Regions from separate parts of the Zea mays genome. Here region 2 is linked to region 1. A link is a contact called in public Hi-C data. All regions are on one chromosome and are shown on one strand. The core of a region is the stretch at or near the end of the contact, and the rest is flanking DNA. Distances in the headings are between cores, read along the strand shown.

What was found. Hi-C and Micro-C count contacts between places; a contact is called where the count stands out from the background.
Region 2: a Hi-C map of bundle sheath shows a contact between it and region 1, with 2.6 times the contacts expected there. The contact joins the promoter of LOC103633051 here to the promoter of LOC100383402 in region 1. A contact is called at or near these places in 3 of 25 Hi-C or Micro-C datasets (bundle sheath, ear and tassel).

Annotation. Positions count from the first base shown.
Region 1 is chr7:147,240,153-147,245,389 of Zm-B73-REFERENCE-NAM-5.0, reverse strand. LOC100383402 (Flap endonuclease GEN-like 1) reads right to left here and starts at 2,376. Exons shown (of 8, transcript NM_001176057.1): 1 at 2,031-2,376; 2 at 1,547-1,741; 3 at 1-162. The coding sequence starts at 2,234.
Region 2 is chr7:147,602,484-147,607,112 of Zm-B73-REFERENCE-NAM-5.0, reverse strand. LOC103633051 reads left to right here and starts at 3,214. Exons shown (of 14, transcript XR_004851545.1): 1 at 3,214-3,465; 2 at 3,576-3,734; 3 at 3,835-4,629.

The DNA of each region.
Region 1 (5,237 bases), core at 1,127-3,626:
TGATCTGAGGACCTTTACGACAGTCTTAGCCCCGAAGAGGAAAGCATCACTGTCTGCAGTGATGCAAGCACCTACATGACCTTCATTATTCAGCTGGGCGCAAAGGGCTTCTGCTTCACCTTTTGCCCTCAGTACAGGCATGCCAAGATATTCAAGCAGTTCCTAAAAATTAGAGTATTAACCAACATTTAAAACAGTGCATATATTTACATGAACAGGTATCATCTGCATATACAGAGCATTGTTGCTGACCATTTATGATGTGTTTGCTTTGAGGTCAAAATAGGATGAGGTGGGGACGACACCAACCCTCGATTTTTTGGGACAACGCCGCCACCAAAAAATGCTCCGGTGTTCACCCCGCCCCCGCGTGACTCTCATCCAAACACTATAGAAAATGTGGCCGCCCCCTTCCATCTCTCCTTGTATGTCCAACCAAACACATGCTTAAGTAGCAAGAGGCTAGTGAAAAGATAGAGTAAAGTGCACTTCCGGTCCTTAAACCTGTGGAATTGTGTCATTCCGGTCCATAAACTTTTAAAATATGTCTATTAAATCCATAATCTATGTTTGGGTCTCTCTTACATCCAAAACAGATTAAAACAGATCCGATAGCAGGTCTTTTTCTTCCTTCTCCCCACATGTCACTTGCTTGCATTCCAAACACGTGCCCATGGCGGCTCCAGGGCGAACGGGACGGCGGCGCAGTCCCCGTGGTAGTCGCCAGTGCTGTACCTATTCGGTGGGGGGCGGCGGTGATGCTGGGGCTCATAAGCTTGGTGCTCCTCATCCTGGCCTGCTCCTACTGGCCGCGACCAGCAGGCCAGCTCGTCCAGAGAAGCTGCAGGTGGCGTCGCTGTCGTGGAGAAGGTCTTGGCGTTCGGCGTAGTCAGGCCATCGGCAGGGACGCAGGGTCCCAAGAGCACGTGGTGGTCATTATGGCCGACCTTCCTGGCCACACCGGCGGCCAGCCGAGGCATCACTGAGCTCGGAACCGCGCCGCGCTAGCAACACCAGTCCAGTCTCCAGAGGGCAGATCAGGCTTCTTGCATGAATTGCGTCCAAGCAGCTCGCCCTCCTCTCCTCTCCTGCAGCCTGGTCTTGCTGCAATGACATGTACTGATCTTCCTCGGCATGAGCTCACACTCCCCACAAGGCCCTGGGTGGCACATGTCCTTGCAAGCATGGTTGCCAGTTGCCACAAGCAAGCGTGCGGCCACACACCTCATTGCTGTAGTTTTGATGTACGGATCAGATGAGAAACCGAGCAAGAAGAAGGAAAAGACGTTATCGGATCTATTTTGATCCATTTCGGACCTAACATAAACCCGAACAGACATACTTTAAAAGTTTATGAAACGTGCACACAGCACCACAAGCTTAAGGACGGAAGTGCACTTTACTCGAAAAGATATTGTGGTGTTGGATGAGGAATACAGTGGTTGTGAACCATTCAATCTCGTGATGAACAGTTAAACAACGCAGATCCTAATTAAACCCTAAGTTGTACGAAGGATCCCAGCATTGCCAAGACACGGGAACTTACCACGCACTCCTCAACGCATCGCGTGAATGCAGCATTCCTCCTTTTGACCGGTGCAGCGGTCACACTGGACTCCGCCTCTGTGCTCGGGAACGCGGCCAGGTCCATCCCGGAGCCTCGGAAGAAGCGCGCCGCCCTCGCCTGCGACTTGAGCGGTGACGGCTCGCCGTCCACCACGAACACAGGGAACACGCCCATCTGCAGGAATCGCAGACACAATCCAACGGAAACGGGTGAATCCGGGAACAAAAAAAAATCGAACAATGCAGTAATTAGCCCCAGCAAGATTAAATCTTGGAAAGCAAAAGGCAGCAACTGCAGAATGCAGAATCGCCCAAGCGCAGGTCAGGACACTACACACTCGGTGAGATCAAGAAACGGGCGGAAGTCAGAGACGGTTTAAGTGGGGAGGACGAGAAGTCGAGAACCGAGCGAAGGAGGCGGAGGGAGGGGAGAGGTGGGAAAGCAGGGGGACATGACTCCGGACCTTGGCGAAGAGGGAGAGGGTGCGAAAGAAGGTGGTCCGGAGGTGCGGGCGCCGCGCCCGCGGCAAGCGCGCCAGGATGGCGGTGCTGTGGGAGACGACCCAGAATGAGAGGTCGACGGCGACGCGGCGCCCGCGTAGGTACCCCGCGCCCTCGTGCCGCGCGTAGGGCTTCAGCAGGTCCCAGAAGCTGCCCCCCACTCCCATCTCTTTCTCTCCGTTTCTGCCTCTCCCGCCGGCGTCGGTCGGGTTCGGCCGTTCGGGCCGTCGGTCGTGGCGGAGGTCGAATTCAAGGGCGGGGAAGTTCAGACTTGCGCCGGCCGCCGCGCCTGGGAGTGGCCTTGGCAACTTGCGGGCCTCGGGGCGACTTCTGTCTGGACTCTGGTGCTGGGCTGCCCCGTTGCCGTGTGTGGGGTTAGCGCGCGGGCCGCTCGTGCCGATCCAGCTGGGCCTCTGCGCTCTGGCCGTTTTCTTCCCCTTTTTTTCACTTTCTCTTTTCTCTTTTGGAGGAGGATGAAGAGAACAGCTCTTGACTTCTGCAATTGGGGTTTGAGGATAGCAAAACTGCGCAATTGTTTTTCTAAGGTAATGGCAGCTGCGATGGTGTGCTAAAATATGGGTGTTTTGTGGAAGGGTTGAGGTGGTTTATCTTCTTTTCACTCCTTATTTTTTATTTGGTTTGCGGAATATAATGAGTTGATCGATCACCACCCCATTTATGATAAGCTAATAATTAGAATATATATGAGTAATGAGTTGATTCCACCAAAAAATTTATGGGATGAACTCATGATACGAAGCATAAGGTGACTCCACATTGTAAGGAAAATGGACTCCGGCCCATTTGGCTAGGTGATTTTGGTGTTTGATGATCAACATAATCTTGTGGACTAATGTTTCTCAAGTGTTTGTGTGTTGTAGTTGACAGGATGCAAAGTGGATTTGACTGAGGCTCTGAGGATGCAACACCTCAAAGAAGACATCATAAGATCCATAGAAGACAGTACAAAGTCATATTAAAGACACTTTATACATGCTAAAAGTCCAACACATCAATAAGTAGAAGTGGAATGCAAAGCCACAAAAACAAAGTGAAGTTGACAAAGTTGAGAGGAAGGGCTGACTGAATTGTAAGTGTTTCACAATATAAAATCTACTCAAACTGACATGGCTTTAACTCTGAGATGTAGAGAATTTTATAAGCTTTCCAAAAAGTCTAAGATTATCAAATCGGACTTCGGAGCTAAAAGTTATGCCCACGATAGAAAGGTGGAATTGCTGAAAAATTTGCAGCAGGATAGGAGCTGGTTCATCGGACTGTCATGTGTGCCAAATTTGCTCAAAATGGTATGGATTCAACTCTGGCCCATCTTCTTTTCACTCCTATTTTTTATTTAGTTTGCGGAATAGAATGAGTTGATCCATCACCACCCCATTTATGATAAGCTAATAATTAGTATATATATGAGGAATGATTTGATTCCATAAAAAATTATGGGATGAACTTATGATACATCACCTTACGAAACATAAGTTGACTCTACAAACCAAACACGTCATTAGTTCGTGCCAAAATTGGATAATCTTTGGAGAAAATAATCGTTGAATGGATCACCCAAACCGAACACTATTCCTTTATTCATTTGTTCATTAGTTCTTTTTATAAGGATCTTGTATTATATTAAGCTACTACAATGTCCGTAGAGTGCCATATCATACAATCATATTTGATACTCATAAAAATAAATTTAATATAAAAATGAGCATATGGTCTACATATTAGATATTAAACTTTTCTAAAAACAAATAGTACACTTTATCTTAGTCCAAAGACCGAGAAATGTATGAGTTGAAAAGAAGTGTGTCCTCTTTTCTTATAACTAGCTCTATCGCTCGTCCCCTTCAGCTAAAGAGGTGATACTATGTGAGAGCGTTGTGTTGCGTGTGGCTTTCTATTGTGTTGAGTTCGGGTGGTTCCTTACGGGCTCAAAATGAGTTCGGGTTGAAAATCAAAAAAATAGGAGCGATAATGCGACGGAGTTCAAGAACTCCCAGGTTGAAGGATTTCTTGAGGAGGGTGAAAGTCGCCTAGAAGGGGTGAATAGGTGAAACCTGTAAAGTATAAACTTTGAACACAATCTTCACCGGAGGTTAACGTTAGAGTGAGTGATAATGAAATCAGAGTGCGGAAGAGAGTTCTTGCAAAGAGTTGCTCAATCTAATGCAGATTACTTTGGGAGCCAGCTCGAAACGATTTCAAGCAACGAAACTAGACAAGGGAGAGGGAAGAAGCAAACCACAAAGATTGTGATCAACACAAAGACATGATGATTTGTTTTCCAAGGTTCCATCCCGAAGGATGTACGTCCCTGTTGAGAAGTCCACGGAGGTCAGGTCTTTTTCAACCTTTCCCTCTGTTAAACGGTCACGGAGACCGGTTGAGTTTGCTTCACTATCACATGGACACTAAATCCCGCAAGGATCTCCACACGAAGTATTCAAAGTCTCTTCCCCGCTTTACAACAAGGAGAATGGGGGTGAGAGCGAGAGTGAAAATACAAATCAAGAGCATAAGAGAATACAACACTTGAGAGCACAAGCACTAAACTTCTAATCACTCGAAACGATCAAATCTGTGTTTGTATGGCTTTGGAAGGTTGGGAGTTATTTCACTTGATGTATATCACTTTGGTGTGGCTCTTTTTTCATCAATGTGCTAGTTGGGGGTATTTATAGCCCCCGACCACTCAAATAACCATTGGAGTAAATGGTCAAAAGTTGTCTGTCGGGTGGTGCGCTGGACAGTGAATCGTGTTTGTCCTGTGCACAACGACACTCTATAGTGTATGTCCGGTGTGCTGTTAGGTTATCGTTCTAGCCCGTCAGGCGACAGTCCTGTGTTAGCAGGTTACCGTTGTTGATGTCGTCAGTCTGATCGGTGCACATCGGACAGTCCGATGTTCTCGCACGTCGAAAACTCGAAATTGCTGAGTTCGTTGGTCACCGCTATAAATGCCACCGAACAATTCGATGAACACCAGACAATCTGGTGTTCTCTTGCTTGTGCTGGCTGGCTTCTCTGCATAAACTCTGGGCACACCCACCGAACAGTCTGGTGCACACCGGACATTCCGGTGCCCCCTTTTCAGCAAACTGATTTTTCCTCTTTTCTTCAAACTTTCTTCAAATCATTTTGGCTTTCTTTGAGGA
Region 2 (4,629 bases), core at 1,965-4,464, 360 kb before region 1:
TAGGAAAAACACCACCCATCCCCGGCCAGAAGGAAAGCGATCACCACAAAAAGGAAATTGTGGTCTGCTGGGGAAGTAAGAACCAAAGTCCCTTGTGGTTGATCACCACAAGAGGATATGACATTAAAGGTTGATGTTGAATTGGCCCATCATCTCTTGTTCTTGTGAGGCTCCACCATCCACCACTTCTTCATAATCACCCACACATGGCATCCCTTGTGTTTGGATGGGTTCCTTTTGATTTGGATGACTTGAAGTTGATGGGTTTACTTGGATTGAGGATTGATCACCCACCACCCTTGTACTCCCATCTACAACTTCATTTCTCATCCAAATATTTATCTCATCATCATCTTTTTCTTATGGCCTCATTTCACCAACTGCTAGCTTCTTGATGGCCTTACAAGTTGGTTCCTCATTTCCTGCCACATCATTAGCAACTTGCTCTTATGAGCCATTAGATTCATCAAATGTCACATCTACTGCTATTTCAACAAGACTGATGGAGTTGTTGAAAACATGATATCCGTGAGCATTTGATGCATAACCAATTAAGAAGCCCTCGTCCACTTTAGGAGCAAACTTTGAGCTCTTAGCTTTCTTGTTAAGAATGAAACATCTACAACAAAAAACTCTAAGGGAATCAACTTTTGGTTTGTTACCATTGAGAAGCTCATATGTGGCCTTCTTATATATCTTGTGGAGATAAAGACGATTGATTTCATGGCACACGGTGTTGACGGTTTCGGTCCAATAGATGTCTAGCGTCTTGTTCTCATCTAGCATTGTCCTTGCAACTTCAGTGAGGGTTCAGTTCTTTCTCTCCACAACACCATTTCATTGTAGAGTGTATGGAACCAAAAATTCATACTTGATGCCTTCTTCATTTAAGAACTCTTCAACACCGGTGTTTTTGAACTTCATCCCATTATCACTTCTCACCTTCTTAATCTTCAACTCAAACTCGTTTTGAGCTCGTCTCATGAACTTCTTTAAGACCTCTTGGGTTTCACCTTTGTCAGACAAGAAGAAACCCCAAGTGAAGCGTGAAAAATCATTGACAATGACTAAACCATATTTGTTATCGCCGATGCTAATATATGCCACCGCCCGAAGAGTGTTGGGGTCTCCATTTCTGTTGAAGGTCCTCAAGGAGATTTGATTCTTCTAACAGACATGTTGCAGGATCAAGCGCCGAAGGGAGGATAGCGAAGCAGAGCTTCGACAAATGATGTCATCATAGCTTCAGCTTAAGCTAGCCCCGGAGGGTTTGTAACATGTTGAGTCAAGGGTAGAAAGACATATTTACCCTCGTTACTTGTATTAGAACAAATGTATAGATATCAAGGTCACAATTGTACTTTTGTCTAGGCTGCGTCATATGCCTATAAATAGATGAATAGTGTTCCCGTACTGTTCACGCATTGATTGAAGGGTGTCCTTGCATTTCTCTCTTTTGTGCGGAAGCGAAGGTACCAATGTAAACTTTTGTCAATGTGTAATTCAAATCAAACTCTTGTTTGAACATTGGAGCAAAATGAAAGGAAAAGAGATTTATTATTTTATTATATTGTCTCATTTAAATAAAAACCCTTCAAAAGGGTTGATTTAAAGATGAAGCCATTCTTCTTCACCTTTGTCCAAGAATCATTATCTTCGAGGGAGGGTAATGTTTCGAAGGACGAAGATCCTTAACGTTTAATATTTGTGTTGCCTTATTTTTTATTCATAGCAATTGAAAACAAGTAACCAACAAAGAGGTCCATGTGTAGCAGCTCCAATGGCCTCTTGGTGGTGACCACATTTTTTGGGTGATGTGGAACGCCATGTTGTTTCCCTGCTTGACACGACCCACAAACCGTGTTTTTCTCATACACAACATTTGTTAGTCCAACAATGTGACCTTTCTTTTGAAGTTTGTCCAAGTTCCTCATGCCAACATGGGCTAGCTGACGATGCCAAAGCCTATCCTTGTTAGATTTTGCCACTAAACAGGTATCGAGTGACACTTTACTTGTTCTAAAATCTATGAGATAAAGCTTTCCTGCCAACCGACCTGTGAAAGCAACAGAGGAATCATCCCTTCTAAGGATTTTCACACACACATTTGTAAACAAACAATCAAAGCCCATTCCACAGAGTTGTGTCCCTTGCCTTGGTTGGCGCTTCCTCTAACTTATGTTGTTGAATCTTAGCAAACAATTGATGTGGAGTCATCTCCTCATAATCATCATGGTCTCTTATCATTCTTGCTGTACTCTTATTTTTTTTCTTCGTATGCCCTAATGAAGAGCCTAGTGACCTTTGAGTCACTCCAATCATGACTCCCAAGCACTATTATCTTGTTGATCAAAACCATTAACTGATCAAAGAGTGATTGAAGTGACTCACCCTTGATCCAATCATACCTTGCAATCTCACTTTCCAACGCCTCGATCCTATGCCTCTTCGCTTTAGGGTCACCTTCATAAGACATCTTGAGGATACTCCAAATAGCATCCTCTCTTCTTGAACCTTGCGGTACTCTTCCGCACTCAAACTCCCTTTGATAATGCAGCTCATGGCTTGAGCATTGTGATGCACATCTTGCATCATCTCCAGTGTCATCTCTTCACCTAGTGTGGGCTTGCACACATCTATATTAATAATCTCCCAAAGATTTGGATGCACACCGATTAGATGAAACCTCTAATAAACTAATAACCGAACGGGTGAACGGACGCACTGTCATCTGTATATATACGTTAGATCATCAATTGTGTAATAGACACAGAGATCCATTCTCTACTTTTCGCTCTCAATCAAATCATTTTACATTAACAGAAGTAATATGTTTGCGATCTTAGTGCGCTAACTTGATCAACGTGTGGGGATATATATATATATACTACTATTAAGACGGTAAGGGGTAGGCTGCCATTCCCATTCCCATGCGCTCCTTGACAGACCTGTGTTTTCATTCCCATTCCCAACTGTGTCACCTGTGTTTTCATTCCCATTCCCAACTGTGTCCCGCGCACCGCCTAAATTTTTACCAAAAAAGCTAGCTGCGTGGGTCAAAGCTCGCGGCCAACCAAGACTACACATGTTGTGTGCGCACTAGACCTTATAAACAGGTGTGTGCACAGTTTAGTGAACAATGTGGTACTATTTTTAGCTTGCCAATACGACTTACACGCTTCCTAGGAGGCCCATCTGTTTGTGGCCCAGACAAGGCCCACAGTCGACGGCCTCCTCCACCTCCGCGCGCCGTGTCGTCTCAGCCCCACCCCCGCGCAATGGGTAATTTCCTCGCCTGCCTCCGCCTGTGCCTGCAAGTCGTCAACTGCCTCCGCCTGCGCGCGGCGGGCGGCATGGGAGCAGAGAGTATCCCACCTTCGCCAACGTCTCCGGGGCCCACACCCTCCTTTTCCTCGCTGACTCCACGCCCCCGCCGGCCCCGCCTTCGCCTCCTCCCGCTCACGGGTAATTTCCTCGCCTGCCTCTCGCGTCATCTGCTCATCACCCTATCGAATTGCACTTCATCACCGCAATTTAACCGGGCCTCCGTTGCGGCGTGCTTCTCCGTGTTGCAGAGATGAGTTCTACTGCTGCTCTGGCTCCTCGTCCTCCTACTCGGCCGCGTCGACCAGGTCGTGCGTCTCCGAATCGGCGCAGCACGGCCGCCCCGTCGACCCTCTCTGCGTGCTCTCCGTTCATCCGTTGTCGCTCCCCTCCACCTCATCGAACCTAAGGTGTGCAAGTGCAATCCGGTTCCTCGACTAATGATCAGCACACTGTTGCGAGCAGCCTCCTCTGTAGTTACGCACTGATGGATCTGTTCCTTGGCTCCAGGTGCTCTGCTCGCCGAGGCCACAAGCGCGTTGTTCCATACCAAGGCAGAGAAAAGACGGAAGGGCGTGTGGATCGAGATCAACAACGACGGCGACGACAACCAGAGCGCGAGGAGCAGCACCGTCTCCACCGCCCCACCCCGCACGCCGCCATTGCCAGGGCTCCCCCACCCCACCCCCGCACGCCATGACCTCCACAACCCCACCCCCGCGCGCCATCTCGCCAGGGCTCCCCCACCCCCGCGCGCCGTCTCTCCTGCACCAGCTCTCCCTGCAATCCCTCCAGCTCTCCCTGTCGTGTCGCCTCCACAGCGCCCACCGAGGTCCCGCTAGTGTGGCCCCCGACCTCGTCGCTCAGTGCTGGCGCGAGATCGAGGCCATCGGCCCCACCACACCTCGATTCGCCAACACCGCCGACCCGGGCGCCTCGCCCTCTGCCTTCGACTCCAACACCGGCTCGTCGCTCGGCCACATCGGGTGCCTATGCTCGATGTATCGCGCTGCCTCTCTGTCCTCATTCGTTGCGTCCGTCCTCGGCTTCCTCTTCCGCCTTCCCCGCGATGCCTCCCCGCGTCATCGCCCACCAGCATCATCGCGCAGGCCTCGCTTGAGACAGACATGGCAGTGGATTGGGTGTTTGGTTCTCTTTGCAGGCGAGTCATCGTCGTTGCCTCCCCTTTGTCCTCTCCCAGCGCCAGAGATTAGTCGCCTCTTTTTCTTGTGTAACTGAAAATTTGGGGTAGAAGAGGCGCGTTTAGTTTTCTCAGACAGTATGACAGTGGATTGGGTGTTTGGC